2 separate regions of the Zea mays genome follow, and region 1 is linked to region 2. A link is a contact called in public Hi-C data. All regions are on one chromosome and are shown on one strand. Each heading gives the region's core, a stretch centred on a gene start, on an enhancer-like site or on the middle of the called end of the contact. The rest is flanking DNA. Distances are from core to core; before and after follow the strand shown.

What was found. Hi-C and Micro-C count contacts between places; a contact is called where the count stands out from the background.
Region 1: a Hi-C map of ear shows a contact between it and region 2, with 2.5 times the contacts expected there. The contact joins two enhancer-like sites. A contact is called at or near these places in 2 of 25 Hi-C or Micro-C datasets (ear and tassel).

What each region holds. Positions count from the first base shown.
Region 1 is chr4:148,152,451-148,155,150 of Zm-B73-REFERENCE-NAM-5.0, forward strand. No RefSeq gene overlaps it. Among protein-coding and RNA genes, the nearest start is that of LOC103643845, 26 kb to the left of the region's middle. Within about 2 kb of position 1,416, at least 10 of the 20 cell types and tissues checked have an H3K27ac peak or open chromatin away from gene starts, as enhancers often do. A contact at or near this core is called in ear and tassel, where this site is marked.
Region 2 is chr4:147,891,008-147,893,707 of Zm-B73-REFERENCE-NAM-5.0, forward strand. No RefSeq gene overlaps it. Among protein-coding and RNA genes, the nearest start is that of LOC100303949, 85 kb to the right of the region's middle. Within about 2 kb of position 1,269, at least 18 of the 20 cell types and tissues checked have an H3K27ac peak or open chromatin away from gene starts, as enhancers often do. A contact at or near this core is called in ear and tassel, where this site is marked.

The DNA of each region.
Region 1 (2,700 bases), core at 166-2,665, 260 kb after region 2:
TATTGAAACCCAAGCTTCCTGATCAAATTGTCAAGCAATGAACAAGCATATCATTTGTATCAATTATCTTGTTGTGTAGGTGTCCTTTTGTTTGGCTAAGGATTGGAGTGGAATAGGGTGGAAGTAGGTCCCGTAGAGGAGGCGGGCCATAGGAGTGTGGTCTAGACGAGCTTACTTGTATCCATTAGAAGTAGTTGCTGATAAAAAAATAGAGTTACTTAGGTGTAGTGTTAATTATTATGTTCTACTCGATCTTAGGGTCGAATACAAATCATTTGGATATTAATATCCATCTCAAATCCATAACAGAAATCTAGTTTTGAGCATTTGTATTTGGATATGGTTAGATATTTAATATTTAGATTCAGATATGAGCGGCCTATATAAGATTTTGACCTTTTTCAAAATCTTTTCAAAACGAACTAACATCCATCCTATTTTTATCCTTGTATGGTTATGCCACGTGGTTGGCAGAGGGATAGTGGACATATTCTAGATAGGGATGAAAATGAGCGACAAAAATCCTGTTTTGTCCGGTATCATATTCCGATTTTACTCGAACCGTTTTCATATTTGTGAGAGAAAAACGAGAATGTCATGGAAATATGATACTAATTGTGGGAACGAGAACGAAAATGGTTCGATGTGTTTTCGTTTGTATACTCAAAATTCCTTTTTTGGGATATGCCTGCTTTTCCCTATTTTGGTCGCGCTATCTGGATAGGATGTGAACTGTGATGCCTATGGTGGCATGGTGGATTAGGGCTCACTTACATAATGTTTGATGTTACTCCCTCTTGTTTTTTTTTGTATTTGCAAATTTGAGGTTAAAGATCGATGAATGTTAACCGAAAAAGTATCGTATTTGCATAAATTGTTGGTCTTTAAAAAGATTATGTCCTTGTACTGACTTTTAAACGTCCTAAACCTTTAAAGTTGTAGTTTATTGAGTGATGTTACGATATTTTTTTCCTAAAGTTTCCATTTACGACACGTTCCATTCGTTTTAATCTATTTTCGTGTAACCATATATCTGGACCGTTCTCGTTTATGGCTATCTAACTCTTAGTATCGATAAAAAAATGTGATAACTGAATTAGGAGAGAGGTTTTTTTACCGTTTCCGTTCGCGTAGGCGTGGTCAGTGTCCGGGACCGCTGGCACGGTCGTGAGTCGTGACAGGGCGACGTCAACACGCGCCGAAAAAGTTGTCCGATGGGGGAAACTTGTCTAACTGGCAGCGGCATTGTGGATTGCTCGTGTGATTTCGTCGAAATGACAGAAGGCATGTTTGGATAAAATTATAGAATCCAGATTGTGAATAGAAATCATTTTACTTTGACGGTATACCTGTGTGATAAAATGCTCTACCGGTAACAACTTGCAGCGGCCCAAGCGAGACGCCGCATCCGGGCCGAGAAGATTTGGGCCGTGCGCGATCTTTCTGCCTGCCTGATGGCTGATGCCGCGGCCCAAGCGTGTGGATCCAAAACTGCTCGCTTAGAGCAACTCCAGTAGTTCTTTAAAAAATAGCTTGCTAAAATCATGTTTAGCAAGTTGCTAAATAGCTATTGGAAGTAAAAAATAACTTAGAGCAACTCCAAAAAATTAGCTAAAAAGACTAGCCAAATTTACTGATTTAGTTACTCTCTAAAATAGATTTTAGAGAAAAAATGTAGGCTAATCCAACAGACTCGGTAAACCTACGGACTGAATAGAGAGTGAAGCAGGCTATCCAAAATTGGAGAGCGAAGATGGAGAAATAGAGAGCCACTAAATTTGAAGAGTCGTTTACAGAGTCTATTGGATACAATTTTCTTTTAATATTAGTTAAATTTATCTTTACAAAACCATATACCTAGTCTCTTGGAGTTGCTCTTAGTCTCCAATAGTTGATCATATTTAGAAAGTAGTTCGATTTTGAATCTAGCTTTAGTGGCCCTGTCCCTATGAGATCTGCGTGATAATAAGGTTGAGAGCAGAGGATGTGAGGGCGGAAGAAAAAAGGTCGGTCGATATGAACTATGGATGAGTGATGGTCCGGTGGCGCAACCTATGAGGAAGTTGGGTTCGACGGTGAAGGAGAAACTTGTGTCATACGTGTTTGACCTAGCTACCTCATTATGCTAGAAAATGAAAAAAGAGCGTGCTATACCTGGCTATCTCACTGTGTGGGAAAGAGAAAATTAATCACGCTAGTGTGAAGAAATTGACGTCAACTGCATTTAGGGAGTTCCTACCGAGTTGCTAAATGTGGAGAGTAAATAGAGTTGAATAGCAACTAAGTAAATTTAGCAAGTCTATTTAGAGAACTATTGGAGAAGCATTTTTCTGTTCACTTCTTAAATTTAAAATTTAGAGAGTTGTTTAGAGAACTATTGGACTCAGCCAAGGTTATACCCATCAATTATTCTTTCAATTCCATCTTCAAGAAATGAAGAGTAGACCGATTATACCCAACAAATATTCTTACATTTCCATGTTTAAGAAACAAAATAGCAGACGGAGACGGCAGACCGATTCAAAGTCAGTACATAGATACTACTATAATGTTAAGAGACAGATTTGTTTATGTGATACCTTCACCCGAGCGTACTCCGATCTCCTGCAAGTCTGAAAGAGGGGCAGGGGTTTAAATTAACCATCAGTTTCCGTGGCGATCGCGTTCTAGACAACCACCTGGACATTAATTATATAATAA
Region 2 (2,700 bases), core at 19-2,518:
GATACACCACTGTCCAGCCTCTTGCCACGGAGGGTACACGCTACTCTCGCCACCGCTCCACGCCCATTCCGTGTTATCTTATTCTGGCCTTAGTCTGCCCGAGGCAAGGCTTACCCATGACGAGGCATGTGACCAGTTAAAGGGTCCTCGGTCAGCAGGCCTACATCGACACGGTCCTTAATCGACTCAGACGGAGACACTACACCGAGACTCCTTTCTCGTGCAAGTCACCCGCCTGGTCTCAGCTTAATCATTTAAAACCCAAAGTTTGGTACCTGGTAGAGGTACATCTTTTCCGATGTTGAACCCATCACGGCCATGATAGATCCACCATCAAGTTTTATTTTCAAAAACATCCTTCCCACTTTGCCAATCATGTTTTGTAAAACAAACCTTTTGTTTTGCTAGAGCAATACTAAGCATAGTAAAACCTTTTGTAAAAACAGGGCTTCAAGGAAGGTAATCAAGTACAAGGAAGGTAATGCAGGAATTGTTTAAGCATTCAACTCCTATTACCTAATGCATTAATCAAGTGAGAAAGATTTAAAACATCAAGGAAGGTGGCAAATGCACCGGGGCTTGCCTTCGTTGATAGGTGAGTCAGGTTTGGACCCGCAGATATCGAGGTAGAAACAGTTTCGTGCCTGAGATTCCGAGGGTGGTGGTGGTGTCTTCTCTTCAATTACTTCGGTTTCCTCTTCGTTTTCTAAACATCACCATATATATGTGTATATAAGAATGAATGCCATGTAATGCTCATGAGAGTGCAAAGATAATAAGAATTTATTATCTAAGGTTCTTGAATACAATTTTAATTCACGGTTCACCGGAAAACTAGGGTTTCCGGAGTCACTAAAGGAATTCAAAGGGCAGGGGTGGGGGTTGTGGGTTCTAATTATCAAACAAGGTCCAATTCAAACCAAACTCTACCCAAGGCTTCTAAATAATGTTTAAAGTTAAAATAAAAAGGTTTGGGAATTTTTGGAATTACCATTTATTTTCTAAAAATCCAGAACTAATGTTTTATGTTATTTTAAATACTCCAAAATTCCCTATTTAACTTAAAAACCATGAAACTATTTTTATTAAATACTATGGAAAATTAGGAATCTAGGAAAATTGGTTTGGCATTTTTATCGTTTTTCTACAATTTTCTATAGATTTTCAAAGTTTCATAGAAAAAGAAAAGGAGAAAATCATGAACAGTACTGGGCCGAAAGTAACCCAGACGACCCAGCCTGCACAGGAATAGGGACGCGCCCACGCGCGCCCGCACGCGCGATGGCGACTTTGCGAACAAGCCCTTGCAGTTTTGAATAACCCGAAGGAGTCCAAACAGTATTTGAAACAGTCGCTGACCCTTTGCAGAAATGCCCTCGAACTTCCATTTCTTCCCCACAAACATCCCTGGCCATGGTGTGCTCGCAGATCACCCCTGACGCGGCTCGTACTGGCCATGGCCGGTGATGGCTGCTATGGCTAATTACCGGGGAGGCATCACTGACCTAAGGCGACCTAGGAACATCCATTTACTAGACATAAATCTTACTGGAAACTACCTCACCACGATTATGGCGGAAACCGAGCTTACGAACACATGTTCCCACCAAATCATGGTTGAACTAGGTAAATGAGTGCCACAGTGAGCTTCACAAACATGAGGAGACATGAAAACAACGCTTGATTTGGACGGTGCCTTACCAGAACGGATTGGCAACGGTGGAACTGTTCTTCGCGGTGGCGGAGACAAATTTGGGGGAAATTTGAAATTCAAGAGCTCGGGTGGATGATTAAGGGTGGGAGCGGGTGCTATGGCTTCACAAAGAACTCTAGTTCTACTACGCACACTTAATTTGAGAGAAGGGGACAGAGGTGGCGCGAATTCGGCTCCAATGCAACTCACGGTGTGGGATGATCTCACCTCGCCATGGACCACCGTGCTATTTATAGCCACGGCGACCCGACAGATGGTCTCCGGCCACGGATAGCATCACAAGCACATGCATACCATGTCGGTAGGAGGCACAGTGAGGCAGATCGCGGCATGAGCGGCACCACGGCAAAAGTTACCAAGCCACGGTGGCCGCCGGTGAAGTTCCCCGCTAGGCTTGGGAGATGGCGCCACGTGCAGGTTATTCCTTCCCAGCGTTATCCACACCATACCGCGCGCGAATCAGAAAGGCGACGACACAAATCTACGGGCAGAAAGGTCGTCGACGGTGAGGTTGTCGTGCTGGCAGTCTGATCTGGTTCAGGCACTGTACCATGGGAGAACTCATTTAGTGCACCTGACAGCCAAGTTCTAGGGCAGTTTTTCTCGAAAATTTTCATGGCAACCTACCCAAACCTCTACAGCAAAGTTGTAGAGCTGCAAACCAGCTACAATTTTTTCATAGCAACCTTGGTCAAATTCCTAATAAATCAAGCTTGAATTCTTGCCCAAAGTCTCTATAGTTACACTGTCAGTCTGAAATTCAGATTTTCCCAGCCTGACAGTCTGACTTTGAGTGTGTTTTTCTCCAGTTTTTTCTTAACAACCATGCTCACACCCTTAAGCAAAGTTGTTCACCTTTGATAGGTCTACAATTTTGATGTGGTGACCTAGGACAAAACCTCAATAATTTGGAAGTTATAAGGGCTCAAAGTTGAGCTCAAACACTGAAATTCAGACTTAGCATAGAACTCAAATGAGGTCCATTT